2 separate regions of the Sus scrofa genome follow, and region 1 is linked to region 2. Evidence: chromatin contacts called from public Hi-C data. All regions are on one chromosome and are shown on one strand. Each heading gives the region's core, a stretch centred on a gene start, on an enhancer-like site or on the middle of the called end of the contact. The rest is flanking DNA. Distances are from core to core; before and after follow the strand shown.

Region 1 (4,595 bases), core at 944-3,443, 140 kb before region 2:
AACTTGATATTACTTGGCTCCATGTTCTGCTGGGCCTGGAGTATATAACCTCAGCATCTATCCTGGAGGAGCTAAGAGTCTAATAAAATAACAGAGATTACAGCTCATGGGAGGGGCCCAACCTAATTTCCAGGACACAGAAAAGCTCCCTGCAGGCTTCCTACACTGGAGTGCAGTTTTAAACCCAGCACAATCACAGATGTCCTTTATGTTCTAGTTTTGCTTAAAATTTTCGACTCCAGTGTCCTCATCATGCAATGTTTTCTTCGTTCTACATTTTTGTGAAAGCACCTTGGCCAATCTCCATCCACCATGAGTGTGGGCAACCAGGACACTCAGCCACCAGCTGGGCTGCGCGAGGGGAGGCGTCCCTGTCTGCAGCCTCCTGGGGGGTCTGAATTAGCAGCAACCCTCTTAAGTGACGGAGGACATCTGGTACAGGAACAGCCACCTTCTGCTGACAGAAAGGCTGCACTGCTTCGTCTACCCACAGGGTGTCCCTAGAGAGGTTAACTGCAAAATGACTAGGATCAAAGTATATTAAAAATTTTTTTTCTAAGAAACAATCTATTTCTATATACAAATATGTACCTATACAGTCCTTTGGCTAAGATCAAGTTTCTGAACTAAGAGACCCTCCACTTTTAACGTCAAAAATGCCAACCTCCACGTGACAGTTTTGATTTTAGCATCTGTGGATTACAAAGATGCAAACAGGAGTTCCCATCCTGGCTCAGCGGTTAACGAATCCAGCTAGGAACCATGAGGTTGTGGGTTCGATCTCTGGCCTTGCTCAGTGGGTTAAGGATCCGGCATTGCTGTGAGCAGTGGTGTAGGTTGCAGACGCAGCTCGGATCCCACGTTGCTGTGGCTCTGGCATAGGCCGGCGGCTACAGCTCCAATTCGACCCCTAGCCTGGGACTCTCCATATGCTGCAGGAGCGGCCCTAGAAATGGCAAAAAGACAAAAAAAAAATAAATAAAATAAAATAAAAAATTAAATTAAATTTAAAAACACAAAGATATTACCAAGGATGTGGGGGAGTGGAATAGCCTGGGAGTTTTGGGTTAGTAGATGCAAACTATTGCATTTGGAGTGCATAAGCAATGAGATCCTGCTGTATAGTACAGGGAACTGTATCCAGTCACTTGTGATGCAGCATGATGGAAGATAATATAAAAAAAAGAATGTATGTATATGTATAACTGGGTCACTTTGCTATACAGCAGAAATTGACAGAACACTGTAAATCAACTTTAATAAAAAAAAAATAAAATGTAAACTCCCAGACAAAAATAAATAAAAATAAAATAATTTTTAAAAGCATTGCTGAATGCTCAGTAGCTTTGTGCCCTTCTATACTCTTTAAAATCGTACTTATCATCTGAGTACCTTTGAAAAATAATGGCACATACAAATGACACACATTTATTCTGACAACAGATGCCAGCTGGTGTTTTGGCTTATAAGGGCCTCAAGGGATGGCGGTGCCCATGTGGAAACCCCTGGACCAGAACCCTTGTTCAAAGGTTTCTTCCTGTTTCTGAAAATAACACCAAAAAAATAACTGATTAACCCAAAGCTGGATGGCACACTCATGGCAGTCACAAGCAGAACTCAAAGGCCCTTGTTGCTCGTTACCATTCCATGTACAAGCATATAAAAGAAATCCAACACAAATGTTCAGATAATAAAAGGCCACGTGAATACTCCCACCAACCACATTTTTCTCTCATTTCAGATTTCAAAGGCTTTTAAGTAATCTCATCTTGCTCATCTCTGCTAAGAATTCACTCTCATCCAAGACCTCAGTGGTGTGCCAAGGAAGCCAGAGCCATGGGATAAAAATGATTCATTCTCCTGGAACATCCATTTTACACTATAATTTGGGGTGTTGGAAAATGATGGGCGTGTCTGCACTCTGAAGTCTCTGTCACCCCTTTACTCAAGCAATGAGCAGAAGCCTGGTTTGTCTTGGACCCTACGTCTTGGCAGTAACAATAAAGGTTCAAAGAACAGAACCTTTTTTTATGCTGAGAGTGGGGAAATTGATACTTTTGTGTTTCTATTAAGGAATATATTACTGCTTCATTGGAATCAAAGAGGCTGCTACTGGGGCAGAAACATTAGGATAATTGCCTCCAGGGCCTGGGAGCTGGTGCCAGCTGCTGGTGTGAATGAACCAGAACCTATCTGTCGTTTCTTGGCAAGATTCAAAAGACTAGCAGAGCTGGCTTTTTTAAATCGAGTTTGTCAACTTCAATGTCACTTATTTTACCTTTGCCCGCATTAAATTATCACGGCTCCCACAATCCAGTTTACCTGACCGATCCAATTTCATCTCATTATAGATAGGCTTTGTTTACAAACTCTTAATTACAAACAGCATTTCTTAAAGCTGAGTCCTTCCCCATACCTCAAAAGTCTGCCTTTTTCACCATTTCACTGGCATCTTCACATACATTTTTAAAGGGTCATAATTTTTAAATTATATTTTCAACTACGGATAAAGGTTTGGTGGTCAGAAAAAAACAAGACTGAAATGCAAACTTGAAAGCAGTGAAAATAAGAAAGGAGCTGAGAGAAGAGTCCTATGGAGTCAAGGGTTGGGATGTGCACACGTTACCCTGAGGCATTCCTTGAGCACAAATCACAGAGAGAGGACAGCTCAAGTCCAGTGGCAGCTGGTCTGAAAGCCAAGGATGTGCTCAGAAGCTCGCAATGGCTTCGATCACTGTGACTGGTAACCATGAGGCTGCAGGTTTGATCCCTGGCCTTGCTCAGTGGGTTAAGGATCCGGTATTGCTATGAGCTGTGGTGTAGGTTGCAGACTCTACTCGGATCCTGCATTGCTGTGTCTCTAGCATAGGCCGGCGGCTACAGCTCCAATTAGACCCCTAGTTTGGGAACCTTCATATGCCAAGGGAGCAGCCCTAGAAAAGGCACAAAGACAAAAAAAAAAAAAAAAAAGACACAAGCTGTATAGCCTCTCAATGGGAAGGTATACCTAAGGAAAATTCTAAGAAAAGCCTAAAATTATTGGGCAAGATAATGGGCCTCACCATCTCTTCTCAGAAAACACTCTGGGAATAACAGGGACAACACTACAGAAAGTGTGTTGTTATTTCCACAACCTTATGTGAGGGAAAGATCTCAGGAAACTTGGGACATTGTGACAAAGACAAAAAGCACATTCAAATTGGATAGGTAGCTGACTTCAGTTCAAATTAACTTTCAGAAGTCAATAGGCAACATCCTATTTTGGAGCTCACATGTAGCATAGGGTCCCATCAACTTACTCTTCTGGAAAGGAGGGGTACTTTCCCGAAAAAGTCAGAGAAAACACAAGCAAAGGGATTTTACCAGGGTAGACAGAGTGCATATTTTGATTTGACTTGTCAAGAGATACCATAGACAAACGCTTCTCATCTATGGTTTCTTACCCCAAAAAGCAGGAAAGAAGAAACTGTATGATAAATAGAACATTCTTCCATTGGTTGAATTCAGTGGCCTATCATCAAAAAGAAAACTAATGGTTAGATTAATAACACTGGTTTTATCAATTTGTACAGGCTAGAACAGGAACCACTTTTCCAAACAGAAAATGCAGTTTCAAAATTCCTGGGTAAGGATTTCCCACTGTAGCTCAGCTATAACAAACCCAACTAGGATCCATGAGGATGTAGGTTCAATCCCTGGCCTCACTCAGTGGGTTAAGGATCCAGCATTGCCACAAGCTGTGGTGTAGGTTGCAATAGACCTGGAGTTGCTGTGGCTGTCTGTGATGGAAGCTGGCAGCTGAAGCTCCAATTTGATCCCTAGCCTGGGAACTTCCATATGCTACAGGTGCAGCCCTAAAAAGAAAAACAAAAAAATCTTGGAGTTCCTGTCGTGGCTCAGTGGTTAACGAATCCGACTAGGAACTATGAGGTTGTAGGTTTGATCCATGGCCTTGCTCAGTGGGTTGGGGATCCGGCGTTGCCATTAGCTGTGGTGTAGGTTGCAGATGCGGCTCACAGCAACGCCAGATCCTTAACCCACTGAGCAAGGCCGGGGATCGAACCTGCATCCTCATGGATACAAGTCAGGTTTGTTCCATGAGCTGCGACAGGAACTCCATTAATACGTTTTCTTAATCAGAAAAAAAGTCCTATCCCTATTCATCAACTGCAGCATTTGTATTCATCAAGTGCAATACACTCAATGTACTCTGAACTTATTGAGTGATTCAAATAACTAAAGAAAGTTCACCCACTATTTTCCAAGGGCCTAATTTGTTAATAAGAGGAGCCAGCATTCCTGACTTTGTTAATCAGAGGTAGATAGAATCAAGGTGCTATTTTGTGATGAAACATGATGGAGGATAATGTGAGAAAAAGAATGTGTATTTATGTATAACTGTGTCACTTTGCTGTACAACAGAAATTGACAACACTGTAAATCAGCCATAATAAATTTTTTTTAAAGGTGCTATTATCAGACCTGGTGACTGTAAGGCCAAGGTGCAGGAATGAACCCCCAGTACAGTGAGTCACACACAAGGTCAATCTCTGACCCTCTTCAGTCAACCAGGAAAAATGACTCATCAAAGTATT
Region 2 (4,649 bases), core at 161-2,660:
AGTAGTGCAACTATGAAGATCAGTTACAAGTTTTTGTTTGAACACCTGCTCCTCTTTTAGATTAAAAAAAAAAAATAGGCTTTTAATCATAAACCTCCACTGACTCCAAGAAGGAGAAGACCAGCTACCTTAAAATCTTCAGTCATTCAACAAATATTTCCTGAGAACCTACTGTACAGCTACCTAGAATGCTAAGCACTGGGGATATAAGTTGCAATGAATACGACAGACATCATCCCTGTCCTACTCCTTGTGAATGACAGAAAATTGAATAAGTGAGTAAAACACAGACCTGGCAGCAGTTTTAGGATTAAGAGTTCTTTTTCCATTTGCTATTAAAGGACAGCAAAAGCTGGTAATGACCCACCTAAGCAAGATGCTGTAGCAGAATGCTTTTGGATACAAGAAACAAGTATAACGAAGACTAGTTTAAACAATAATGGCATTTGCTGTCTTACAGAATAAGTCTGAGGCAGGTAGATTCCGGACCGTGGTTAAGTCAGCAGCAGCACATCATCAAGGAACAAGGTTTTCTCCATCATTCTGCTCTGCCACCCTCACTGTCACAATAAGGGCCAGCAACTCCAAGCATCATGTCCCCCTCACATAACATGGACCAAAAAACAGAAGTGGAAAGATGACAGATCCCTTCCCAACCCTTTTTAGGTACCAGAAAAATGTTCCTCCAAGAAATCCTCCGGAAGACTCACCCACGGTTTGTTCTGCCAGATTTGCACCACATGCCTATACCTCACCAGTCAGGCCCTCCCCTAACTCTGCAAACTGGTTCACTGAGTTTGAATGGGTTGTGCTTCACCCCAGCTCAAGATTCCAGGACTTGCCTTTGCTCCTGGCCCTTGTCATCCTTCAGATCTCAGCTTAACCATCATTTCCCAGGGAAAGTCTTTTCAGGCTTCTTAATTAGGTCAGGTCCCTTTGCTATAGGATCATAGAGAAGTATGGGCCTTTCTTTTAGAGCACTTTTCTGCCTATAGACTGTAAGATCCACGAAAACAAGGAGCTAATATCTCCTACAACATAATGTCTGGCACATATAGTGTCCACTGTGTAGTTGTTGAATGGCTCAACCAATATATAAACTTCAAAGAAGAGTGGCCGATGATGAATTCAGGGAGAACGCAAATAATGGCTAGGATCCACCCTCATAGCCCAGCTGCCTAGCTCCGCCCCTTGGGCCCCACCCCTCCCTGCCGAGTCGTGGGGCGGGGCATAGAGGTCGCATGACGTGACAGCAGCCAGTCGCTGATTGGGTTTCCAGTCGTGCCGGCTAGGAAAGGGGGCGTGTCCGCGTGCGCTGATTGGCTGTCTGGTAGCGGCTGGGCGGGCGGCGGCGGCGGCGCGGGGGCGGGCGCTGGGAGGGACGGGACTGGGCAGGGCAGGGAGGGCAGTAGCTGCGGGTAGGATGGGTCCTCGCCGCCGGCTTCGTTGAGACTTGCTCGCGTGGGCTGCCCTCGGCGGGCCCGCAGTGGCCGCGGCGGCATGAAGGGCGCTCTGGGGAGTCCTGTGGCCGCGGCCGCCGCAGGCGCCGTGATGCAGGAGAGTTTCGGCTGCGTAGTGGCCAACCGCTTCCACCAGCTGCTGGACGACGAGTCAGACCCGTTCGACATCCTGCGCGAGGCCGAGCGCCGGCGCCAGCAGCAGCTGCAGCGCAAGAGGCGCGACGAGGCGGCGGCGGCGGTGGCAGCGGGGACCGGCAACCGCGGTGGCAGGAGCCCGGCTGGGGCTTCGGGCCACAGACCCGGCGCGGGCGGCGGCCGGAGGGAGTCCCAGAAGGAGCGCAAGAGCCTCCCGGCCCCCGGCGCACAGCAGCCGGACAGCCCCGGGGGCGGCCCGCAGCCGCCTGGTACGTGCGCCCCGCCCGGCACCTGGGCGGCCCGTGGTGGGCGCGGTGGGCAGGAGGGAAAGGAGAATGGGGTCAAGGAGGTCACCCTTCCTCAGCTCCCTCACGATCCCCCGCTGCGAGACTGGGGTCCCTGGAACCTGTTCAGAAAGAGCAAGGGGCTCTGGAAAGAGTTGGCTGGAGTTGAGGGTCCTTGTGGCCCAGGAAGGTGGGGGAAAGGACGGGAATCGGGGGTGTCACGCCACTTCTGGCCTTTTTTAGTCCCTTCTGGGGGCAAGGGAGAGTGCAAGCTTGGAATAGGGGGTTTCAAAACCCTGCGGCTGAGCCTTTACAAGTTGGCCAAAGTTGAGGACTATTTCTGGGGTTGAGGTGTAGGGGCGAACACTGGGGTCGCTGCCCTGGGGCTCTCAAATATAGAACTAGCCGGGACCTTCTCCATCCTCCAGCCTAACCTCTGCAAGATTCTCATCGGGAGGTAGAAAGAAAAGGGTGGTGGGAAGGGGAGAGGAGCGCCCCTCTTAAGGAGGATGGAGAAGGGCGCAACCCGGCCCTTTGGGAGTGGCTGCGAGAGCCCGGGACGTGTGAAGGATCTCCGGGGTGAGGGGCTGGATCCTCTGTGATGGAGGGAAGGCCCGAGTGACCGCGGGGGCGGGCTGTGACGTCAGGGCCGCCAGCGGAATGCGGCGGGGGTGGCCGCGGGGTCCCCGGCGCCTTCCAAGTTCTGTGCCTTCACCCATCCTTCTTAGGATAGCTTCCAGCAGTCGTCCGGTACGTTTTCAAGGCAGCAAGCAGTGTTGATGGGTTGTGTAACTTGTGATTAACTCTGACTGCCTTAAGAAGAGCGTTTTTAATTTTTTCAACACGAATATTCAAAGTTCCCCACAACCTGCTTAGCCAGAACGGCCAGTGCAATGGTATACTACTGTCTGCATTCAGGGATGGTGGGTGCCCAAGTGTCCTTTCTCACCTGAACTGCATCAGTGGCAAAGTCTCCAGGACTCCCCCTGTTTCTTCTAGGACTCGAAGGCATTTGGTGCTAAGGTTTCCCAAAAAAAGAGTGTTAAGACCATCCGAGCCAGTGTTTGGCAGTGTATTCCACTGGGCTTTACTGGCTTGTTCCTTGCTTGATAAAAAGTGTGCAGCCCAGCCCTAAGTGAACAACTCCTGATTTCAGCGTTGGGGCTTTGCGTCTTGCAACTAGGTAATGTTTCCCTTTATCTGTGCGAAGTTTAATCGGGCAGTATCTCTTGAGAATCAGAAAATTAAGTCACTGTAGTAAAGCTTATATAGACAATCATAGAGAAGATTAAAAAGAAAATTATTTGAAATACTATTGGCTATCCTGAGACCCCTTGGTAGGCCAGTACATTTATGAGCCTATTTAAAACAATGAGACGAGATATAGTGTACATTTAGTATTATGTTCTATTTTTTCTCTGAAATCTATTGCAATAACTATCATAATAATGAAAATTGAGAAAGGCTAAGCTTTATTTTTTTAACAAATGAAAATATGTGTTTTATCTTTAGTGCAAAACTGAATTTAGTTCTCGGTCAAAATATTGCTTTTTAACCTTTTTACTCTTAAAAATGCCATGCATTTTATTAAAATCTTAAACAATTAAGAAATATATGAAGTGAAAATCCCATATTTTTCTTAGCGTTAACAGCTTGCCTTTACATAAACGCACAAAACTATTTCCTTTTTTTCTAAATTTAGATGCTTTAAACTGGATTGCAACCTGCATTGAGTATTATGATCTAGTACATTTATATCTTACTAAACTAATAAACTTATTAATTTAGCATTGTAATCTAGTATGTTTATAACTTTTTCTTTCATTTGTTTTTGATCCAAGTGACCTGGCTTTAGTGATCTATATTAAATAACATTAGTTAATTTTGTAGTTAGAATGAAAATTTTGTAATTCTAGTTCTTGGTCAAGCATGTGATATTTCAGGAGCAAATGGATCATTAATTTCTATTTATGTAGTTACCGTACAGAGTTTATTTGTGATGGAGGTTAGAGAGTTACTCTCTCAAGTTTTTTTTGTAGCCCCAACTGATACCGACTATACTTTTCCAACACTTAGAATGTTTTAATTTAGTTAGAATATTATAAGTGAATTCTTAGTGTAGGCAAGAATCAAAGGCAAGACACATTTGACATGTAACAGAAGCATTAATCTTAAAAGAATGTGAAAATCGTAAGATCTTTCCCACAGAAACGGAAATTTTTAATGTCCTTCACTATTTAACAATATACATAGACCCTTGGGTGAGCCCTGAGAACAAAAATTCATTCTTGAAGTCCTCTGAAACAGCGTTGCTTTTCCTGGACTTTCAGAACTATTCTAAGTCAAAGCTCAACTTTATTTTGGGGGAAATCTCACTGTAAATTTTTATTATATGTTGTCCCTTCATGTCTGCTTGTGGTTAGATCAGTAATCAGACTGCATAGTCCAGCCTTTTATTGGAAAGGGCTAGTAAAATTCAGTGTTTGCATTATCCATTTGGAGCTGCTGATCCAGCACAGGAAAACTAGGTTCAGTTGCAGTCTCGATCTCTTAATAGTAAATTGTGAGGCGGAAAACTGAACCCCTGTTATCTTTGTTTTTGGGTTTTGCAAGGAAAAGGAAATGTTGGAAGGGGATTGATAATTATTCTAATAAATAGCCAGTCATATTTAATGGTTTTCAATTCATACGCAGAAGCTTTGAGAGAAGTTTTCATGTACTTTGCAGCAAATGTCATTTTAAGTTTTGAAGGCTGACCTCCAAATTTAAT

What was found. Hi-C and Micro-C count contacts between places; a contact is called where the count stands out from the background.
Region 1: a contact with region 2 is called in a Hi-C map of liver, with 5 times the contacts expected there. The contact joins the enhancer-like site here to the promoter of HABP4 in region 2. A contact is called at or near these places in 1 of 5 promoter capture datasets (liver), 12 of 47 Hi-C or Micro-C datasets (alveolar macrophages, embryonic fibroblasts, fetal heart ventricle and 5 more) and 1 of 2 datasets of contacts at active chromatin or transcription factors (skeletal muscle).

What each region holds. Positions count from the first base shown.
Region 1 is chr10:25,777,864-25,782,458 of Sscrofa11.1, reverse strand. SLC35D2 (solute carrier family 35 member D2) reads right to left here. Exons shown (of 10, transcript NM_001244362.1): 7 at 3,444-3,511. Among named protein-coding and RNA genes, the nearest start is that of SLC35D2, 42 kb to the right of the region's middle. Within about 2 kb of position 2,193, at least 2 of the 83 cell types and tissues checked have an H3K27ac peak or open chromatin away from gene starts, as enhancers often do. A contact at or near this core is called in liver, where this site is marked.
Region 2 is chr10:25,632,761-25,637,409 of Sscrofa11.1, reverse strand. It overlaps HABP4 (hyaluronan binding protein 4), which reads left to right and starts at 1,410. Exons shown (of 8, transcript NM_001244681.1): 1 at 1,410-1,864. The coding sequence starts at 1,501.